2 separate regions of the Danio rerio genome follow, and region 1 is linked to region 2. The links are chromatin contacts, called in public Hi-C maps. All regions are on one chromosome and are shown on one strand. Each heading gives the region's core, a stretch centred on a gene start, on an enhancer-like site or on the middle of the called end of the contact. The rest is flanking DNA. Distances are from core to core; before and after follow the strand shown.

What was found. A called contact is a pair of places that touch in the nucleus more often than the background predicts.
Region 1: a Hi-C map of an unstated tissue shows a contact between it and region 2, with 5 times the contacts expected there. The contact joins the enhancer-like site here to the promoter of si:ch1073-224n8.1 in region 2. A contact is called at or near these places in 2 of 18 Hi-C or Micro-C datasets (embryo and an unstated tissue) and 1 of 4 datasets of contacts at active chromatin or transcription factors (embryo).

Annotation. Positions count from the first base shown.
Region 1 is chr5:38,584,587-38,590,760 of GRCz12tu, reverse strand. It overlaps sptbn2 (spectrin, beta, non-erythrocytic 2), which reads right to left. Exons shown (of 42, transcript NM_001423118.1): 8 at 5,026-5,138; 9 at 4,733-4,920; 10 at 2,407-2,524; 11 at 2,152-2,310; 12 at 1,766-2,068; 13 at 1,247-1,400; 14 at 666-1,060; 15 at 480-584; 16 at 186-344. Among named protein-coding and RNA genes, the nearest start is that of cdc42ep2, 34 kb to the left of the region's middle. Within about 2 kb of position 1,845, at least 3 of the 62 cell types and tissues checked have an H3K27ac peak or open chromatin away from gene starts, as enhancers often do.
Region 2 is chr5:38,405,108-38,410,792 of GRCz12tu, reverse strand. It overlaps si:ch1073-224n8.1, which reads right to left and starts at 4,149. Exons shown (of 2, transcript XM_001921528.6): 1 at 3,069-4,149; 2 at 1-652. The coding sequence starts at 3,777.

The sequences.
Region 1 (6,174 bases), core at 596-3,095, 180 kb before region 2:
TAGGGACATGATGTAATCTGATTTGGTGCTTAAGAAATATTCACATTTTATTCTTGCTTAAAAATCCTAGCTTCTTGAAAAATTATTTTTCTAAGGCCCAGCTTTGTGTATGGTAGTATACACAGGAAATCCCAAAAATAGGAAAGGTAGTTTTAAACATATAATTTGAGTGATACTGTGTGTACCTGTGGGGAATGTGCATATGCCTCAGGCAGTAATGAGCCCTGTTCATGTAATGAATCTATGAGTGATCGGTGACTTTGAATCTCCTCTTCCACCTCTCTCTGCTTTCTGGCCAGAGTCTGTGTGGAAAACTCATCATGGCCCACTTCTTGACTGGAGACCTGAAAACAGGACAAACAGAACAAAAGATCCAGTCAGCTAACTGATCTAAGCAACTATGCTGTGTAACACTAACTCGCTATAAAACAGAAAAATCTCAGAATAGAAACTACTCAACAGAACAGTTCTTATTTTACCTGTCTTAATGTTTCCAGTATCCAAGCCTCCATGTCATTGGCGTCAGTCTGGAATTGATGGAAAGCAACAGACTCATTCAGCCTCTGCTCCCGCAACTGTGAGGCCTTTGAAAAGAGAGATAGAGTGTTAATCGTGGAATAAGACAGTGAAGCTAGATTATAAAGTGTGTTTATTTTCTTATATACCTCCTCTAGGTGTGACCACTGTGCTCTCACATCCTTAATCCTCTCAGTCACCTCAGGTGCTCCAACGTGGCCTTCCTTCACCAGAGCTTCTCCACCAGCAATGCTGTTCCCCAGAGGGCCATACCGAGCTGCCATCTCATCCCGAAAAGCCTCATGTTTAGACAGGAGGTGAAGAGCGGAGCTCAGATCTTTACCGTAGTCTCCTCCAGAGATGATCTGCTCCTGCTCTCGGATCCAGGCGGCCTCTTCTCCCAGCTCCCACAGGAACTGCCAGAGTCTTCGGGAGTCATCTAGACGAACTCGTCGATCCGCAGCCAGCTGGCCCAGTTCTCCATACGCTCGACCCAGAAGATCCACTTTCTCTTCAACCAGTGCTGGGTCACATGGCTTGTAACCTAAAGCAATAAGAGAAGCGACTGTGTTTTGATCTTGAACACAATTTCAAGAATATATATATATCAGTGTTTCTCAACCACATTCCTGGAGGACCACCAGGAGACATGGAAAATGTGCAGAGCTGGAGGTCCACCATGAACATGGATAAAAAACTGATCTATATAGTTTGTGGGAAGTATCCTTACTCTGTTCATTTGAAGCAAATCTCTTTGCAGTGGCCTGAACAGCTTTGACTCTCTCAGCCTGTGCAGATATATCAGCTTCCACCAGTGTGTGCTTCTGGAGCAAGTCTTCCACATCATGAAGGTGTTTTCCACTGTCCTGAGATTGCAAACGACTCTAAACACGAATACACAAATACACACTGTTAAGTGATTGCACACTAAACACAATAAATGCAGGCAAAAAATAATTGGAAATTAAAGGCATAGTTCTCCCAAAAATAAAGATTCTGTCATCATTTACTCTCTCTTTTCTAGTCACAAACCTGTTTGAGGTTTGTTCTTGATGTTTTGAAAGAAAATATTTTGAAGAAAGTTGGAAACCTGTAACCAATGACATTGTTTTTTCCCTACTATGGAAGTCAATTGTTACAGGTTTTCAGTGTTTATCTTCAAAATATCTTCTTTTGTTTTTAACAGATAAAACTTTTCAATTCTAAAATAACATATATTTTAATATAGCAGTTAAGATTAAGTCATTACCTTCATGTCTTCCATCCATTCCATGATGTAGCTCAATTCCTGTAGGAGGCGCTGCAGGTCACGGTGTGCCATCAGCCTCTCTCGTCGTGCTGCAAGCAGTTCCTTCAGATACTCCCACAGCCTGAGCACATTATCCCTCCGCGCCAGCACACGTCGCACTTCATGATATCCCTCTGCTTCCAGTTCTCGAGCGACAGCTTCTACGGCGGCTACACGCTCACCATATGCCTGGATGTCCGTCTCGATGGCCTCGTGTTTGCGAGTGGCAGCCTCCACAGCACCCAGTTCAACACCAAAATTGTCCTGAAGGGATTAAAAACATTCGGTGTTATTCATCATTGCACATGAAACGATAAATATTTCCTCTTTGTGTGACTCTGCCTTACCTGTGACACCAGCCGCTGGTTTTCACTGAGCCAGGTTTCTCTCATTGCTGCTTTGCGATCAAAACGTGCAGCCAGCATCTCCAGCTTCTCTTGACGAATCAGTTCGTTTCTCAGTGCCAACTCTCTCTCATGCTCTGCTTTCTCCAGCCTCTCCCACGCCTTCTCAGACAAGCAGCAAACACAACCGGCCATGGGTGTTAATCAATACTCAAGCTATTTTTGTAGATCTATATGTAGTATTTGATGTGTACATACCTTGTTGATGTCAGAGATAAGTTTTCCCTCTCTTGGCATGTATACCTTCTGATTGTTTGCTCTCATTTTACTTTGAATGGTGAAGAGCAAAACCTCCAAATTGCCCTTCTCAGTGAACCTGTCAAACACGCATTTGGGGTTAAATGGACATGTCTAGAATGTATACTGACGATCAATCAATTTTTGTCAACATAAAAATTATATTTGCAGCGCATTTTACTTCTCTGTATTGATGTTTATCATATTTAGTGAGATAATCTTTTGAGCAGGGCCTGAAGTCATCCATCGGAAATGGATTAGATGTTGAAAAGTGGGTGTTATATGCCACAATGTAGCCACATTGAATGAGTGTGCTAAAACAATGCCTACACAGCTTATTTTTTGCTACTGGCAAACATTACCTATAGGCAAAACATTCCCAAATAAAATCTTATCATCATGTTTGTAAAAAGATCTAAACATTCTTGAATCAAGAAATTTACTTTAAAAATATGTTCATGCTTAATACAAGATTTTTACAAATCTGACAATAGGGTAAAAAAGTAAATAACTCAAAATAGGGCTGTTAAACAATATCATATCAAATTGCAATACATTTTATTTTGATAATGATGATAAACTCTGGACATTTTTACTCGAGAGTCCATCACACAGCAGCAATATGCGACAACAACCAAATCAGCATGCAGCATGCAAGTCAAAGTCAAAAGACCATTTCCTACCTCACTTTGCTAACAAACTTGACAAGACAACAAAAATAAAGAAATACTGAGAGGAAGCAGTGACGAAAGGGAAATTAAACTTAAGTTGAAATTATCGACAAAAAAGGCAGTATGAATTCGATTGTATGGAAGTGGTCTGGCAATACAACCAACCTATTCTATCATCTAAAAAAGTTTCACCTAAAAAAACCTTGAAAGTTTTACCATTTGTGTGTACTTGCTGGAAGTTCTGCTGTGTATATTTTTTGTTTATGTGTTGCACATTTAATTTACCTTGTAATGCCAGACCTTAAATGGATTAGTCTTTTTATATGTATTTTAGTATTTCTTTTAATTAAAGGCCAAGTGTGTAATCTGTTTTTATTAATAAACAATATGTTAAATAGTAATTTATTGAACTCTCTAATTTTTGTTGCATCAGTCATTGTTAATGATGGGAAGTCTGATTATTTTACTGACTTGCACCTTTGAGTCTCTTCTTTGAGGTAAACAAATCTTTTTTCGAGTCATTTCGTTCAATTTGCCAAAATATTATTCAAATGTTACGAATTGCTTCCGAACTCATTTTCAATTAGCCCAAATGTTGATCACGCAACAAGCAAATCATAAAGAATGCTATGAGAGAGAAAATAATCATTTATTGTTTACCTGTTCTTTTGTCTACGTCAGCTCACCTCTTCTGACAGGTCTTCAAATCTGAGTAGTTCGTTTATTGACAGTCTCATATAAGCTTAACCAATGCACACAGTGTGAGCTGAAAAGAGCTATGATTAGTTCAACTTTCGAGTCTTTTGGTTTTTAAGTCATTCGTTCATCATGTAACAGCGTGTAAAGAGAGATAACTCACACCCAAAGACTTGAGAAATAAACGGATCAAATCTTTTTTCAGCTCTAAATGTGTAAGATTGGCTTCTGTCTTTCCCGTGATGAACAAATGACTCAAACCCAATAGAAGACTGAAAAAAAGAAACTAATCTTCTACTCTACCTGCACATGTGCAAATGAACTAATCACTCCCTGAGAGGACTCATCAATCTCATCATTGAACAAATCGTTCATGAATGACTCATCACTAGTTATTTTTGGAATAATAACTTTTAAAGCTGGAAGCATTAACAACTTATATCAAAAGTTATCGTTACTGTTCAGTATTGAAAAAAAAATCAGTTTGCATTTTTGCCATATCGCCCAGGCCTAATTTAAATGGAAATTTCTTACTACACTGGCCAACGCTTGACCTTTTTTTAACCATACATCTTAATAACTGTTTAAATGGATGTTTTTAACTACACAGAATTAAGCTGCTAGGTTTTTCAACTGCTTTTTAAAGTCTTCAGTTAAAATTTAACTTATTAGAAACCACTATTACAAACTCTTTACTGCCAAAAATGATTTTCTCACTTGTTTTTCTCATCCCATTGAATTCTATTCTATTTAATGCTTTAAACAATATTTCTGGTGAACAGCCCATTTAGTCTAACTGATTTTATAGGTAAAGTTAAGAATTCTAGAGTGGAAAAATATTCTGCAATAGATTGTTAAGTAACATGCAATAAAAAAATAAATAGAAGACGTTATCTTTTGTTAGTGTGAACATCACTCACTTGGGTGGTTTCTCCACAGTGCGGTAGGTGTTGAAGGCTTGAAGCTGGTTCTGAACTGCACTGAGTGAGTTAGCAAGTTGGCGATCATTTAGGGTGACGATGGTTTGTTCAATCCACTGCAGCAGCTCTGAGGCCAGAGTCTCATATTTCTCTATCAGTTGATCAGCCTCGATAGCATAATCCAGCACCTACAGAAACAATCAAAAACACCCCCATTGACTTCACAGACAAAATTACCCGTATTTACAGAAACAAGGGCACTTCAGAAAAGGTAATTAATAAAAAAAATGTACCTTGCCAATCCTCTTTCCTTCAACGGCGAGTGCCTTCATCTTGCTGAAGTAGTGGTAGTATGTTGCCACATATGTGATGATGGACTTCTCATCAGGCTGATCTACATTCACATCTAGAGAGCAAAAATGTTGACAGAAATGCGGTTAGTGATAACATTCTTTTCATATAGCAGACTGATTTTCTCTTGACCCATCCTGTTTGAACAGCATTTACCTATAGATTTTGAGAGTTTCTTCAAGTTAATGTATGGTATATGCACAGGAACTTTTTTATTGTCAGTAGGCTAGCTCAATCACTTGTGGTGATCTGTGATTCTAATATGAAAATCACCCCTTCTAAAATCTGGTTTCTTTAAAATTCAATGCTTTTTACTACCTGATTGATATACAACATAAAATGGGCCTCAGACAGGACAAGCAGCACTGAATTCTGCACTGTCTTTAAAATATGGAAATTTATTTTACCACAATATTTTCAACTGAGTTTTTGCGCTAGCTTGTTGCTCCTGATGGTGCTTGGGTTTAAGTGGGCTTTCATCTCATTGAACAACTAAATGAATGCTTTAATCCAGGGGTCTCAAACTCGCGGCCCGCGGGCCATTTGCGGCCCTCAGTGCAATATTTTGGAGAGGGTGCTCGCTGCAGAGCCATTTGAGGAGAGGTGAGCTCCAGCGAGGGGGAGCATGAGCTGTCGCTCCTCCTCCTGTAAGCTGTTTTAATGCGTACACCAACCCCACCCCTAACCCTACCCCCAGTGACATCACTCGTAGAAGAAGTGCAAAAAAGGTGGAGCTCAAGCTTAAGCTCCCCCTCGCTGGAGCTCAGCTCTCCTAAAATGGCTCTGCAGCGAGCACTTCTTGATATTTTGTGGCCCGCGCCGACCGCTGTACACTGACAGAATCAGCGGAGCGGGGAGAGAGAGCGCTCCCCGCTCCGCTGATTCTATCCGTACACAGCGGTCACTGGCATTCCCCGTCCGCCGTGTAAACAAAGGGGCGGGGATGCCGGTGACGTCACCACACACCCCGCCCCTTTGTTAGACGCTGTGACGGGTGGGAAGTGTTAGGAGGGAACTCGCGCCGGCCAGAACCAAGGTAAGCTGTTCCCGCCCCTGCCTGCCACTTAGCTACCTATCTGCAGCCTGCCACC
Region 2 (5,685 bases), core at 2,900-5,399:
GTGCCGCAATCAGAGCAAGAATATGGCTTTTCGCCGGTGTGGATGCGGAGGTGAGTCTTAAGAGCGCCGGATTCACGGAAACGCCGGCCGCATACAGTGCACGGATACGGTTTCTCTCCTGTGTGGATCCTTAGATGCTTCTTCAGGCTGGAAATAAGACGGAAAGTCTTTCCGCACTCTAGACATAAATGAGGACGTTCCCCGGGGGCCTCCCCCATCAGCTCGGAGATGGAACGCCGGATGGGCTCTTCCGGAGATGAACCGCCAACCCCTGGGCTCCTCCTAGTGCTCATACCCAAACCAGGAGAATCTCTCTGGGCTGAGGATCTAAGGCCAGACGTGCCCTGCGTAGGTGAACTAGGGTCTGTGAGAGAAGATGAGGGTCCGTTCTGAGGCCTGGATGGAGGTGGGGGGGTGGGTTTGGAGGGATGATGGTGCGAACGGGAGCCTCTTTCTTCCTCCACCACGTGGACATATGCCAGATCACACACACTCTGTGCTGAATGCTCGGATTCTGTGGGTGGATCTCGGCCCTGAACACACAGCTGTCCAGAGCCGGGAACCTGCTCCTCTTTGATGGAGAAGCTGGGGTGTGAGGGAGGGTTTTGGGGTCTGGTGTGTGAGAGTCTTCTGCTATCGTCCACCATCTCACCTGTCACACATATTTATACACTGGTAAGAAATAATGATAACAATGGGGTACATGCACGCAGACTTTTAATTTAAGTCAGCCAGCCTCAGCGCTTTCGGTGAATTTTCATCCCATACAAAATCACTGTGTTTAAGATCTGATTTCTTTAAAAGAAAAACTGTTATTAACGGTTAAAAGTTATTTTCACTGCCTGGCTGAGATTTGATATAAAGTGGGTATCAGACCAAACAAGAAGCACTGCATAAAATGTCATGTCTTTACAATATGGAAATTAATTTTAGCACAGTATTTTCAATAGAGTTTTTGCGCTAGCCTGCTGCTAATTAGGGAGCCTGTGTTTAAATGTTTTTTTCTTCTCTTTTTACCCTTTAACAACCAAGTAGATGCTCAAGTCTATTTAACTGATTATATTTGAATTGCATTACAACATCGATGCTGTAAAAGAAACCTTATGAAATTGAAAATGGTCATATAAACCTTTCCCTGGAAGGTCATCATTGGCTGAAAAACACTAGTTGTGCATAAAGTCCACTCGCAGCCTGTTACTGCATTGTGCTTCATACCAATCTTAGATGCCTTGTATATAATGTCAGTTTGATATATTTATTTAGAGATATAATATTGGTGAATGCTAGAATTTATCTTCATTACTGAATTGTTTATAAAAATATATCAACTTAATTGGTAATAACCGGCATTAAAAGATGGCCAGGGGGTTCATGCCTGTTAGTTAATAAGAAATGTTAATAGACCCTGTAAAAGTTGACTCTCTCATTTGTTGACCTCAGCATGTACTACTGCGCTGTTACTTTTTTGTTTTCATTTGTTAATGAACTAATCAACCAGCATTACTGATCAATAAATACAACATGTATATTCAACTTCAAATAATTTCATTTTCATTAGTTTTGTAAAAGAAAAAAAATCAAGACTAATTTACTTTATATCTTCAGGATACATTTAATTTGTTTTTGACCTGTTTGATTCAACCTAGTTATTGGTGTTGATAAAATCTATAACAAATCAAATTCTAGTCTAGGCATGGGATGATAACCTTGTTCAAGGTATAACACGGTTTGGAAAAGTCAAGGTTTTAAAACCGCCAAAATTGTCTGCTAAACAATTCCTACGGTATGTGTAAGATTTTTTAAAAACTTTTTTTAAACGTTTTTTTTAGGACAACAGTATCTCCAGCAGAAAAGATCTCCAAAAATGCCATTTCAAATTGTACAGAAATGAGTGTTTTTGAAACTATTGAAGACAGCAGAAGTCAAAGATTAATTTAAATAATTTAGCCTGACATGTTTACTGCTCCAAAATATTTTAAATGTTTCTCAAAATATTGTGTTCAAAGGGGAAAAAAGTATTTTTTTTTACACAGACATATAAACAAAACTTATTTTAGAGCAGTAATCACAATACCATGGTATCGAACCGTGATATTTTTATCCAAGGTTATCATACCATCAGAATCTTATATCGGCCCATGTCTATTCTAGTCTATAACAGTCTAATCGCATCAAAAAGCAGTGCAAAAAATATTATGACTGGCAGAAATGTAGAAAAAGTAAAAGTACCAGACATCAGATGTTTAAGGAATAAGAAAATCTGTTTTAAAATTAATAAATATGGTGCTCAGCATAAATGAGTACATTTTAACATTTAAACAAAACAGATTTATTAAACAGATATATTTGTTAAAATAACATTTTAGTCACCGAAAATTTTTAGAAATGCAAAGATAATAAAATTAAATCCATGTGAAATGTTGGAGAAAAAAAAAATACAAATTAATTTTTGTTTCTCTTGAATTTTGCCCTTTTTACATTGTTTCTTTTTTTTTTTTCCCCAAACATAAATTTGGTTGTACTAATATTGGCCAGCTATCATCAGTTATTTTGTTAGATTAGCTCCAGATTTGACTTCAGTACTGACTAATCTAATGAATATGCACAAACATAATATAATAATAAAATAATAATATAAACTTCCTCTAAAAATTTTAATCGAAATTAGAGATTTGTGAGGGATGTACTTATATATGCTGAGCACTGTAAGTGTTTTGAAATATTGAGCTTTAAAGATTTGCATTCCATATGGCAAAACTTACACAAGTAAAACACATCACATAAGGTAAATATGCTGCCCCAGAAACAGAACATGAACACTTCAATATTGATAAAGATGTCAGATAGAACCTTCCAATTGCAAGATGATAACAGTCATTTTGAGATTAAAATATAAGCAGCAACCTAAGTGTCTGGAAAATCTAAATATCCAAAGTCATCCGATGTGTAAAAGTGTCAAAACAAAATATGTTACTAATTTACTCTGCATCTTGTCTACCCTGAATCCCTTCGTGTTGTTGAGCAACAGAACCTGAATGTATTGTATATACAAGTGAGTGTTGTCTTACCAGGTCGGTTCATGTCTGAGCAGATATTAGATGAATGCACAGATATCGGGTCATAGAAGCTGTTGGTCACCGTCCCGTCGGCCTGAATGGAGAGGTGGCAGCTCTTGAATTCCTCCCTGGAGTCAAAGCCGTGTATGGCATCGCCCAGAGCGCCACTCAGCTCGGGTTCAGCTCCAGTAAAGCAGCGCGGGTCCGGCTCAGGTGCGTTCCGGTGAGTCAGGCGGCTCGAATTCAAGTGTCCAGCAGTGGAGTACACCTGATGTCCCGTCATGGGCGGGTTTCCAAAGGGACCCTGAAGCTGGTCGATTAATTTCTGCGCGCTACACAGGCACTCCTGTAGCGTCTTGAGCTCTCTCTCGGACACCTCGAGCCGGACCTTCAGCTTCTCGTTCTCTTGCTCTTTGGTCTGGAGCTCGCGCTGGGTCTCGGACAGCACCGTCACGATCTCGCCCAGAAGAGTGTCCACCGCCGCAGACAGAGTGGACCGAATGGTCGGTCCGAGGCGGGTTCGGAGTGTGGAGATGGACAGATTTTTGTCGCGGGCCGCGTTCTGCATGCACTCCTCCTTCTCTCCTTTGTGGGACGAGTTGATGATAGTTTGTTTTCGGTGAGAGGAGCTCGCGGATGCGCTGCTGTTTGCTGATGCTGAAACGGAGCCTGGGTTGATTCTACCCGCTCCGCTTTCGCTGTTGTTGCGCTTTGAGTTCATTGTGAATTCTTCAGTTGTCCACCCAAACCAACAGGTTTACCCCTATTTTATTAGTTAATGCTGTGAAATATTAATGCTGCGTAGAAGGAAATGTTCATCTTATGTTGTCTCGCAGCGACAGTATTAACAAAAACTAAAGATGAGCCAGCCAAGCTACTGTAGCATTGCCATTAGCAAACTAGCCCACACATTCCTCCTGTAAACGGAGGCGGTCGCTTACTTGGTTTTAGTGAAAGCTGGATAAATAGCCACAGTGAACACTCCCGATAATATTATTGTTAATCTGCATTAATATATTAACTGTTTTGTCGCTACGCGCCAGAGCCTTCATTCCACAGTACAAACGCCTGAGGTCAATCCTGACTTTTGATTGGTCAAAGATGCGGTCGCGGCTTAATGACATCCGCCCGCGTAAACAAAGCGCATATTAATGACGATTTCCACAGATTTTTTTTTTTACTATATTTATTGATATAATTTAAAAATGTAAGTTTAACATCGATTTTTCCATGTGTGATATAATTTGTTACTTTTCTCATGACAAACATAACATAATTTATAGGCAATTTATTTAATGGGTAAATATAATATTCACAAATGTAAATTGTCTTTATCATTTCCTAATTTGCAGAATTTTCTTTGTGGTTTAAATTGTTTAATTACTACTTTACAAAATGTTTACAGCAAAAAAGTGTAAAAACATTTTATGAGAAATTTGTTAATGTTATTTAATTTGATATATATATATACTTTTAGTGTGTTTTAACAATACAATCATTTTAAACATAACAGTGGATGATATCAAGTAAAAAAATAAACAAGGACAAAATCAATAAAAGAAAAGAAATAATGCTAAATTATATATATATATATATATATATATATATATATATATATATATATATATATATATATATATATATATTTGTTTATATATTATTTATCATAATTTCTTTTCTTTTATTGATTTTATTCTTGTTTATTTTTGTACTTGATATCATCCACTGTTATATTTAATATGATTGTATTGTTAAAAAACAATAAAAGTGTCAGTGTTTATGTGCATTGTAGTTCTAGCCGTACCTTGACCGTGTTAATTTTGTTTTCACATTTTAAAAAATGTAACATCGCCCAAAAATTGGAATGCAAGTGCCTTCATCTTTATTTAGATAGCAGTAAAGCAGTCTTTATTTTTAAAGACCTTTTAAAATGAAAACCTTGAGAATATATATTCGGGATATGTTGACTTGAGGATAAATCTCTGGATTAATATATCAAACAGATTTTAAAAAAACGTGATGCTCTGTGAAAATGTATAGCTGTATATAGTTAATCAATCCAGTGTTTTTCAGTGTCTCTGCTAATGAGCTGATGATCTGAATTAGGTGTGCATGGTTAAGGAGACATGGAGAATGTGCAGAGTGGTCCTCCAGGAACATGTTTGAGAAACACTGAGTTAATTTACTGAGTTTAAAGTAAAAAATAAAAATAAAAAATGCAATTAAGCGGTTACTTATTTTAGTCAAATTGGGACAGTCTGATGGCAGAATGAGGTTTCATGTTCAAAAAAGACCTTTTGATTTTCTGTTGGACAATATTTATGTGTAAAACTCAAAGATCTCTCTAACTTTATTAACAATTAAAAATTAAATCAATTAGAAATTGCATAGTATAGCCTAAATATAGCCTAATTGCACTCCATAACACTGCTATTATATATATGTTGCATTGTGCAGTTTGCGTAACGTTCAGTTCCTGTGCTGAACAGTGCTGCTTTTGCCATCTGTTGTGTTCTGATCATGTTGTTTATGCTGCAGCGGCATCTGGTGGCAGATCACAGTATTTTTGACATGGATAAGGAATCAATCGCATGTGCCATTCATTCATTTTCTTATCGGCTCAGTCCCT